2 separate regions of the Drosophila melanogaster genome follow, and region 1 is linked to region 2. The links are chromatin contacts, called in public targeted proximity ligation maps. All regions are on one chromosome and are shown on one strand. The core of a region is the stretch at or near the end of the contact, and the rest is flanking DNA. Distances in the headings are between cores, read along the strand shown. Region 1 holds the start of lncRNA:CR44842 (long non-coding RNA:CR44842). Region 2 holds the start of CG32320.

Evidence for each region.
Region 1: a contact with region 2 is called in a targeted proximity ligation map of the S2 cell line, with 7 times the contacts expected there. A contact is called at or near these places in 23 of 107 Hi-C or Micro-C datasets (the Clone 8 cell line, the Kc167 cell line, the ML-DmBG3-c2 cell line and 10 more) and 2 of 7 datasets of targeted methods (both in the S2 cell line).

Annotation. Positions count from the first base shown.
Region 1 is chr3L:1,461,520-1,466,870 of dm6, forward strand. It overlaps lncRNA:CR44842 (long non-coding RNA:CR44842), which reads right to left and starts at 1,282. Exons shown (of 2, transcript NR_124753.1): 1 at 869-1,282; 2 at 1-752. All of the region lies in intron 3 of Ptp61F (Protein tyrosine phosphatase 61F), which reads right to left. It overlaps rho (rhomboid), which reads left to right and starts at 2,292. Exons shown (of 4, transcript NM_001274326.1): 1 at 2,292-2,611; 2 at 3,947-4,303; 3 at 4,971-5,351. The coding sequence starts at 3,968.
Region 2 is chr3L:1,395,148-1,400,080 of dm6, forward strand. It overlaps CG32320, which reads left to right and starts at 3,439. Exons shown (of 9, transcript NM_001104002.3): 1 at 3,439-3,908; 2 at 3,959-4,269; 3 at 4,322-4,582; 4 at 4,639-4,933. The coding sequence starts at 3,457. The region is part of intron 3 of Ptp61F (Protein tyrosine phosphatase 61F); the gene reads right to left. It overlaps tRNA:Glu-CTC-3-4 (transfer RNA:Glutamic acid-CTC 3-4), which reads left to right and starts at 2,548; the gene lies at 2,548-2,619. It overlaps tRNA:Glu-CTC-3-5 (transfer RNA:Glutamic acid-CTC 3-5), which reads left to right and starts at 2,785; the gene lies at 2,785-2,856. It also overlaps tRNA:Glu-CTC-3-6 and tRNA:Glu-CTC-3-7.

The sequences.
Region 1 (5,351 bases), core at 32-2,531, 64 kb after region 2:
TTCAACGCCCGTCACTTCTGGCATTTCCATTGTTATTTGTTTGTTTGCAAATTTGTTCAAGAAGTTGTCGTTATATTCTATTTCGCAAGCTTTTCCTCTGCTCAAAATCAAAATGATTAAAACAACAGTTTGATACGAATTTTAATTCCCCTTTTTGCTGCGGAGTCAGTTAAGTGAGTCGCTTTCAGGACTCAGGGCATCATCCAGATCGCACGATCCCATTTGCATCTGCCTTCTCAGAAGCTGCTTGAAAGACGCGCCCCTGTCGGATGATTAGTGCTAAGATCCTTGGGCAGGATGGAAAAATGGGAAAACATGCGGTGGGAAAAACACACATCGCGAAACATTTGGCGCAACTTGCGGAAGACAAGTGCGGCTGCAACAAAAAGTCGCGAAACGAAACTCTGGGAAGCGGAAAAAGGACACCTTGCTGTGCGGCGGGAAGCGCAAGTGGCGGGCGGAATTTCCTGATTCGCGATGCCATGAGGCACTCGCATATGTTGAGCACATGTTTTGGGGGAAATTCCCGGGCGACGGGCCAGGAATCAACGTCCTGTCCTGCGTGGGAAAAGCCCACGTCCTACCCACGCCCACTCGGTTACCTGAATTCGAGCTCGAGTGTTTTGGGTGGCTGAGATTGCTTTGGTACGGTGGCTGACCTTGCCAGTGCCAGTGGGTCCATGTCCGTGGAGTGCTGGCAATGCGTGTCTGGCACAATGAAAACGCAGCAATGGAGGATGGAGGAACTCGACCTGAGGGAACGTGGGAAAAAAGGATTTACGATGAAGATGAGCTGAGAAACTCCGAGCTGATGACGTGCCTGGTCATGGGCATGTAGTGCAGCAACTGTGTTTTCGTATCTGCTTACCTGTTGCACGCACATGTTAAAAAGTCATCATAAATCTCAGTGGACGAGGACGAGGACTCTGAATCTGTTTCGCCTCTCTTTTGCGCCCAGTGAAAATATTTTCACTTTTCATGCGGGAGTTTTCATGCCGCCGATGAGGATGACTGGCCAGGATGGGTATATCTATCTATTAGATCTGTGTAAATTCCCAGCTTATCATGCAAAACACGTAACCACGTCGTCTCGATCCTTTCGGCCAGGAAGCCGAAAGCTACTCCTTTTGTGCAACATGCCGTGGTGACCTTTCCCGCGAACTCGTGACTGCAACGGCTCAGGCTGCCTAATAATTTGTATAAATATTTATTTTTGCTACCGATTTCTATCTGCTCGCTCAACGCCTCCGAGGGAGCTCTCGCTGGAAAAGGTGTGAAATTCGAAACCCCTGACAATGATGATCTTCTACGGGGAATCGGGGAATCAAGGGGAATCAGGACGGGGCTCGGTTTCGAATTCGATTCCATGACATGTTCTGCATTGCTGAGCCGATATACTTTATTTGCATTTTTGGCCACTTGCAGTGGCACGTTCCCTTAAAAACAACAGAATTATAGAAGCAATGTTTTAGCTATTGAACGGTTACGTATCAATAGAGGAATTTTAAAACTATTTCTAAGCAAGCAAATAGTTTTGCTAGTTTTTTTAGTTTAGAAACTAATTTACATTACCATTGTGAGCAATTGTGACATTGAAGTTATTTCTGGAAACTATTCGAAAGTGCGGAGCTAAAGAAAAAGCGACTGCTACTACCGATTTCATCATCTTTAATTGTGTTAACAATTTGTTTGACTTTCTTGTCTTTGTTTAAAGGCATCGACGGGAAACTCAGCAAAACAATGGACTTGGTACCTTTACAAATACAACTAAAATGAGCTTAAACCTCTTCTAGTACGTTAATATATATTACTAGTAATAATATAAAATGAGATAAAAGTCGGTTTTGCTGAAAGGCAATTAAACGCAAAGGCCTTGCTAGAATTTCGCAACATTGCAGAGATTAGAGCTCAGATCTGCGTAGTAGGCCATGACAAAGCGCAGATCGCTGGAGATCGGCGAGAAGACAGAAGACAGAAGACGACGCATTTGTTAGTCAGTGGCATTGGCAAGAAGTGCTGGCCCGTCTGGATGAGTCATTCACCGTTATGTGGCAAGGCGGCAGATGGGGGAAACCAGTGAATAACCAGCGACGAAAAACCTTCGAACCGCTCGCCTCGAGCTGCAGCAGTCGAGTGACTGCAGTGCGCACACCCCACCCACCCACACAAGACAAGATCCGGATGTGCCATGCAACACTTATACGGCCGAACCAAAACACAACATGTTCGAAGTGGCTCTCTTATACTGCACCGCACAGCGAGCACTTATAAAGGCCGGCTGCCTTGCCTTTCGAAAGTCAGTTGCGTGCGAGCCGCGAGCGCGAGATCATCAAACTGAGAAAGTCGGACTGCGACTCGAAACTGAAATTGAAACTGAAAGAAAGAAATATTCAAATTGTCGTGTGTGTGGGTGCAAGCAGAGAATATATATCTCAAGAATATCTGAATACAAGCTCCTGGATTTACGAGCAGCAAAACTAAGTTACCAATGTGCGAGCCGAAAAAAGCGAGTGAAAAACGTGCGAATATGCCAGCTAACTAAAGACATTTGGATTACAAGAAACCCACGCATTTTGGATTATAAACATTGCGACAGGCAGAAAAACCTAAGGTAAGCCCCCGACCCTAATGAGAAAATGCGCGAGAGCTAAAAGATACAAGATACAAAATATGAGTTGCGAGATACAAGCTACAAGCCACAAGGGATATGCAAGAAATGTGCAAATTGCAATAGAAATTGTCACAGCGGCAAAACAAAAGCATTTCAACTTAGAGGCGTAATGAGTTTGTTCAACCTGTGTGCCCGCTCGCTCTATCTCTCTCGCTCGCACCCTTTGCCCGTTTTTTTTTTTAGGGGTGCGAGTGCAGCAGAAAGCATAAAAAATGCAAATTACACCGCGGGCCATGTGAAACTATGTTTCTGACCAAACAGACAAAAAAAAAAAATGAGAAGAAAGAAATGATGAAAAGAAGGCCGAATGAATTAATTCATTATGTCTTAAAGCCCGCTTTCGACATCTCTTCTTCATGCTCGCATGGACATTCGGTGCAGTCTGCAATTAAAGTTAATAAATAAATTAATTAATAAGCGGCCGACTGCGATTTCGTGCCTTATTGAAATTGCTAGGCAACCGAAATGAAGAACATGAAAAGAGCGCCAGCCAAGGCACGGCACCCACTCACTTTTTCGAGCAGTGTAGGTAGCAGACACAAAAGCAACAACGGTGCGTGTGTGCAATGCGACTTGAGGCGAAAGAGAGAGAGGGGGCATATGCGAACACAATGAGTGTGAGTGGGAGAAACGCGTTTTTTTAAGTTTATTTTTTTTTTTTTTGTTGAGCAAGGCAATGAATTTGTTATTTTTTTTCCTTGTTGCGACGAACAGTTGTTTGGGGAATTTAAGAAGATTTGTGCTGTGACTGTAATTGAATCGAATGCGATTAACATAATTTGTGAGGAAATGTCTCTGGGCAATGAATTACAATAATGCCTGGCCATTAGCTGATTAGTTGGCCATTAGCGAAGATGATTTCAGGGCTGAAAGTGCAGTTTATGTAACGGCGTAGATGCTACACAAGCTACATCTTCAATTTTGTCCAGCTAATTTCGGGCCACAAAAGCAAACTTGGCCCATCAAATTTTATGGTTAGCTCACACAAGCTGACCCAGTTTTCCCTTCGGGGAAAAGCAGCCAGGAAGTTGCAGGCATCGGAATCCGTGTCCCAGGCCATAAACAAAATTCTTACCCACAAAGAAGCAGGCTTTTCCTTCGCTTTTCTTTTATTTCTGCTGCATTTCCCCACACACTCTGGTTTTTCTGAAGTGTTGTAATTGCTCTTGTTTTGTGCTGCGTTTTATGAATAACTTATGCACTTAATTGATTTTTGTTTATTGTTCGGTTCAAGTTAATTAATTACACACTTTATGCGCTCCTCTCTTTCTCCAGAATTTCTTCAACGGCGCCAGCATGGAGAACTTAACGCAGAATGTAAACGAAACCAAGGTGGATTTGGGCCAGGAGAAGGAGAAGGAGGCGTCGCAGGAGGAGGAGCATGCCACCGCCGCCAAGGAGACCATCATTGACATTCCCGCCGCGTGCTCCAGTTCCTCCAACTCCTCGTCGTACGACACCGATTGCAGCACGGCGAGCAGCACCTGCTGCACCCGCCAAGGCGAGCACATCTACATGCAACGCGAGGCCATCCCGGCCACGCCACTTCCGGAGTCGGAGGATATCGGCCTGCTGAAGTACGTCCACCGCCAGCACTGGCCCTGGTTCATCCTAGTGATCTCCATCATTGAGGTAAGCACACACACAGCGAACTCAGTAACTCAACCCATTAAATCAAAGAAGCCGCAAACTTTCATCCCAAGAGCGATAAAAATGATATAGGGGGCGGAAAGCGGCGACGAAGGGCGGAAGTTTTCCGAGAGTTTTCCTCGCTTTTCGTGTTTCGTTTTCTGCGTCTGACTCGCTGGCGCCCCCGAAAATCGATTGTAAACAAGTTGAACAACAAAACAGCCGAAGGAAAAAAAGCGAACAGAAAAGTTTATGAAACCAGACCGTTCGTAGTTTTTTCTTTTTTTTATTTTTTAAGGGCAGACCAAAAATTGTCATGTGAAAAACAGTGGAAGATGAGAAGATGGAAATGATAGTTAGTTTGATAGCGAAATTGGTAACTTGGAACATTGAGTTTAAAATAAACAATACACTTTTACATGACCCCTTACATTCGTATTGGAAATAATTTGCTTCGTATAGAAACTAGCACGAATATCAAATAAACAGGGCGGCCCACGGGGCGTATGAGTTTAGTGAGTTTGAAGCCCTGCCAAGTTGGCAGGACTCGCCCCTAAGCATTCTCATAAGACTTTATTTGGAACGTGGTCGCGTGCCAGACAGCAACAACATAAATCAGAGCGAGAGCCCAGAACTAACCCCCAATTCTTTGCGTCTCTGTCCATTTTAGATTGCCATCTTCGCCTACGACCGCTACACAATGCCCGCCCAGAATTTCGGGCTACCCGTTCCGATTCCGTCGGATTCGGTGCTGGTCTATCGGCCGGACCGGCGTCTGCAGGTGTGGCGCTTCTTTAGCTACATGTTCCTGCACGCCAACTGGTTCCACCTGGGCTTCAATATCGTCATCCAGCTGTTTTTTGGCATTCCCCTGGAGGTGATGCACGGCACGGCCAGGATCGGCGTGATCTACATGGCGGGCGTTTTTGCCGGATCCCTGGGCACCAGTGTCGTCGACTCGGAGGTCTTCCTGGTGGGCGCCAGCGGTGGCGTCTATGCCCTGTTGGCCGCACATCTGGCCAACATTACACTGAACTATGCGCACATGAAG
Region 2 (4,933 bases), core at 2,189-4,688:
AAAACAAAACAGCGAACAAAGGCAAATTCCTCGCTGGTGGGTGTCTTCTTCACATAATCTCCAGCCATGGATGCCCACTTTTCGATCGCTTCCAATGGGTATTTCGTATTTCAGTTTCTAGTTTCGCTGCACTTGCCCCATGCAGTGGTTACAAATCTAGAAAAGATTTTATAATTTCTGCAGTATTTATGGATGTTTCATTGATCTGCGGCAAACGTAAACATTGAAGCAAAGGAACACTGCTGGCATCATTGTATCGTACTTTCACTACTCTTCTAGGAACAAGCCTACGTGACATCATTTTTTTTGCATACTAATCCCCAACTTCTTAATGAGATTCTTTCACATGCTGCGAACTAAAAAAAACGATCCATTTATCGCCGGCTTTCCCCATCTGCGGTAGCTGAAAACCTCGTTTAGGAGCAAATAAAAAAATAACAAAAAAAACTCTCTAATTGCCGACCTTTTCGCAGACGAACTTTCCTCATAATCGCGTCTGGCTGTCGTGTCCAGTCTTTTGGCCATTTCATTTGGCCCGTTGCAGAAACCGCTCACTTTCGGTTAACAAATCTCCGGCTGACCTCGATGCAGGCCACACACGTAAAAGGGCTGGGAAAAATAGAATGAACTTCTGCGCTTTTCATTAATAAAGTGCCGCTGTCTGCCCATTCCGTCCGTTCGTTCGTCCGTCCGTCTGTGCCAGTAACACATATATTACATAGTAAAAGACCAGGCCAACGGGCAAGTAATCAAGCGAGTTGTGTACCAAGAGTTACGCGGAGTAACCAGTTACGTTTTATGACCTGGTCGCTCCGTAGATGGCCAGCAGTGCGGGCGGCTAATGAAAAGAAATGAACTTACAAGATGGACTGTGACTGTGAGGAAGTTCTTGAAACGTGAAAAGATTGGGCAACATTGCAGCTCTGGCTATGATTTTCCCGCACTTTATGGGCCGCATTTCCCCGAAAACGCAGCAAGTCCAAGAGCAATAACTATGGCATGGCTGTCACTTGTGTCGCTTCATTGCGGAAACCATTCAAACGAAATTTCCCTCATCGCGCGACAAATTTCGGGGACACCCAAGTGGAGAGGAAGTGGAATCCGACTCTAAACGGCGATTACCGGCGGGTTCAGGTGATGAGAGAACCGAAATAACGCTATTTTACGACTGCTACATGTGGAAGCCCTGAATTTATGTGGAAATAAAGCACGACATATCACACACACATCACGAACAGATAGCAACAAATACATATGACCAACGACAGTTTATTAATTATGATGAAATGCCCCGTGCTCCACTAATCCCTTCCAGCGAGCAGTGGCGCCACGGGGCTTAAGCTCCCAAAATCCCCGGGTGGAAATTCAGGAAATGTTTGCCCAGCACCATCGACAAGCTAAAGGCGGAAATTGATTTATAGTGCTAAGCCTAAAGGCTATCCCATTGGATCAGCACTCGGGAAAATCAACAGCAGAAGTTGCACTAAATGTTCTATACTCTAGGAAATTCGTGTCACTTCGTAGAGCTTTTCAACTAAGGCTCATAAGTTTTTTTTCACAGTGCATGCGGATGAGCCGCGACAGATCTTTCAAGAAGTGCACCCAATACATTTCCGCCCTGGGACAACTTCAATATTCTATTATTCTATTCTATTCTATTCTATTCTATTCTATCCTCATCCTATATCCTATATATCTATCCTACAGCTGATAAGCAGCGCCAATTGCTGCGATGCGGCTGATGCCTCAGAACATCCCACATCCCACGAGGCCAGACGAAAATAGCAAGGAAAGCCACGGCACGGCCAATAAACCTCAAATTATATGTGCTATATGTGCTTTATATTTATATATAGAACAAAACGAACAGAATAGAATAGAGGCGACACATTAAAACAAATTGAAATTACCAAATGCATCTATGAAATTTATCGCACGACAGCCAGACTGACTAAAAAGACACAATGGAGCTGAAGGGACGCAACGGCGAGGAATTAATTTATGGACATCAATCTCAATACCGCAGTTTCTAACAAAAGAGCCCATTGCCCCCGATAATCCCCCTTCACCAACGCTCAGTTCCACCCAAAATTTGTATGTTTGTTGTTTCGGGTTGGGAATTTATTTTTAATATTTTTTCGTAGCAATTTTTCGTCTGCATTCGCCGCCTGTTGCCATTGTGGGCGGCCAAACCCGATTCGAAAACATAATAAATTAAGAATATTTATTTGTTTGCGGTAATTGCGCGAATAATTGATGATTATGTGCCTCATTCGCAGCCACTGGAGTCCGTCGGGTCGTGGGCATCGGCGAATGCAACTGCCAGTGTGCCGAGTGTTGAATGGTTTTTAATTAATTCGGAAAAAGGGTTACATGAAGTTGACCTCTCATCACAGTAAATCTGAAAAGCTGCGTGGGTGCTTTAGTAATTTAGTATTCATTGCTGACATCGGTCAAGAATGATGAAGAAGAACAGCAACCAGGATGAACGAATTCCTTGGGTTCTCGAGAAACATTCGAAGGGAATTCTGTCGATCTGCTATCACATCCCATATTGTCTAGTGGTTAGGATATCCGGCTCTCACCCGGAAGGCCCGGGTTCAATTCCCGGTATGGGAATATGGTGAAGAAATATTCTTTTTAGAAATTTTCACTTTAATTATATTTATTTATTGGTCTATTTGTAGATCAAGAACAAAAAGGTAAAGCTTTATTCTTGATGAAAATTTGTAATTTTTTAATTATCAATTATCGTTAACCAACACTGAATGCAAGAATGTCATATCCCATATTGTCTAGTGGTTAGGATATCCGGCTCTCACCCGGAAGGCCCGGGTTCAATTCCCGGTATGGGAATATGGTAAAGAAATCTTCTTTTTAGAAATTTTCACTTTAATTATATTTATTTATTGGTCTATTTGTAGATCAAGAACAAAAAGGTAAAGCTTTATTCTTGATGAAAATTTGTAATTTTTTAATTATCAATTATCGTTAACCAACACTGAATGCAAGAATGTCATATCCCATATTGTCTAGTGGTTAGGATATCCGGCTCTCACCCGGAAGGCCCGGGTTCAATTCCCGGTATGGGAATATGGTAAAGAAATCTTCTTTTTAGAAATTTTCACTTTAATTATATTTATTTATTGGTCTATTTGTAGATCAAGAACAAAAAGGTAAAGCTTTATTCTTGATGAAAATTTGTAATTTTTTAATTATCAATTATCGTTAACCAACACTGAATGCAAGAATGTCATATCCCATATTGTCTAGTGGTTAGGATATCCGGCTCTCACCCGGAAGGCCCGGGTTCAATTCCCGGTATGGGAAATGTGGTTGAATTGTTTTTTCTTTTTCGAAATTATTTTAAAAATTCAATGTTGTACAAAATATAATCTCTATGACTTATCTGTCTCATACTTTTTCGTAAAATAAATAAAATTTGTTAAATTGATTATGGATGACAAAAATAAGGTATGGGATCATACGTACAGGCGAAAGAATGCAATAGTAAGCTCGGAGGAAGAGACGGATAATTTCACTGGAAAACGTATTAGCTACTTGTACAAAAATCATCGCAACTTTGATCTGGACCGGACCGAGCATGGGAAATACCGGGATTCCATCAGTGAAGGAGATGCGCCCATCTATCCGCTAAACTCGTCGAGAGATCCCGAGGATCCTGAGCCAGAAGACGACCCTGAAGATCGATGCCAAAAATCACCTACAGAATGTCGATGCAACGCATTGCTTTACGTTATCGGAGGATACATTGTCGGACTACTAATGGTACTAATATGGTACTATAGGAATCCCCAAGAGGCTTGCAAAGATCTGAATGGAAAATGGATTTTCATCGTTTTGCTTTCCTTTCTACTTATTATATTGGTTCGACGACGTCCAGCAAGGTGTGTTGGATTTGGAAAGAACTTTAAACTTTTTATTACTCCTTTAACAGGTGCATTGCAGTGTTATGCCTATCAAGCTTATCAAGCAATCAGTTTCGGATAGCGGTTATTGCATTATGTTTCTTGTTGGCATTTTCGGGGCCTGTAAAAAATATAATCCACAACACGTGTATTTTGGCCAACACTCTCACCTGTGAACAAAACGTACTCATCCAGGCTCTAATGCTTATGCAACGAATTATAAATGATCCTTCACATTCAGTGGAGGAGGCATTCAAGACAACTTTGGCCGAAGTTTCCCGGCTCATGAATAAATTGGACAAACTTTTGCTAAATCTGGAGAGACCCATTGCTCAAATACGTTTGTAATGAATAGTTTTGTTAGCTCGTTTAAGGTAACTTGTCATCCGCAGATGCAACTTTTAAGACCTGCACCGATTGGTTATTCTTACAGAAGGATCACTATGACTACAAGATGGGTTCTCCCTATAATCGCTGTTTGAAGGCTGGTAACTTGAGTATTGCGCATTGCAAGCGTGAATTCGGCGAAGGGCAAAAAGAGTGCTGTAAACTTGAACTATTTCTTTGGTTCTGTAATAGTCTCAAGACGTATACAACTTTTTTCGATGATAATATTCAATGGTCCCAGATGGTCATAAAGGATATATTTCAACGTGCGTTAAAGATACTTTAATGTTTTAGCTTAATTACAGCTTTAAATTTATCATAGGTTTGCAGTTATGCTTTGTAAAAATACGTTTTATTTTCATAACCACCATTAGTTTTGATCACAGCTTGAAGTTTAATTCAACAGGTGCATTTTCCTCTAACATAGACCAAATAGACGAACAGGATGTAAAAGAGGAATTTGAGGCACAGAGACACAAGTTACATTTCGTGTACCTATGGCTCAATTTGATTATCTTTATACTGCTGCTCACCATTATTTATAAATCTCTTTGCTTTTGGTTTCGCTACCTAACCGATAACGACTTTGAAAACTTCTATATAACAGAGGCCTTCGA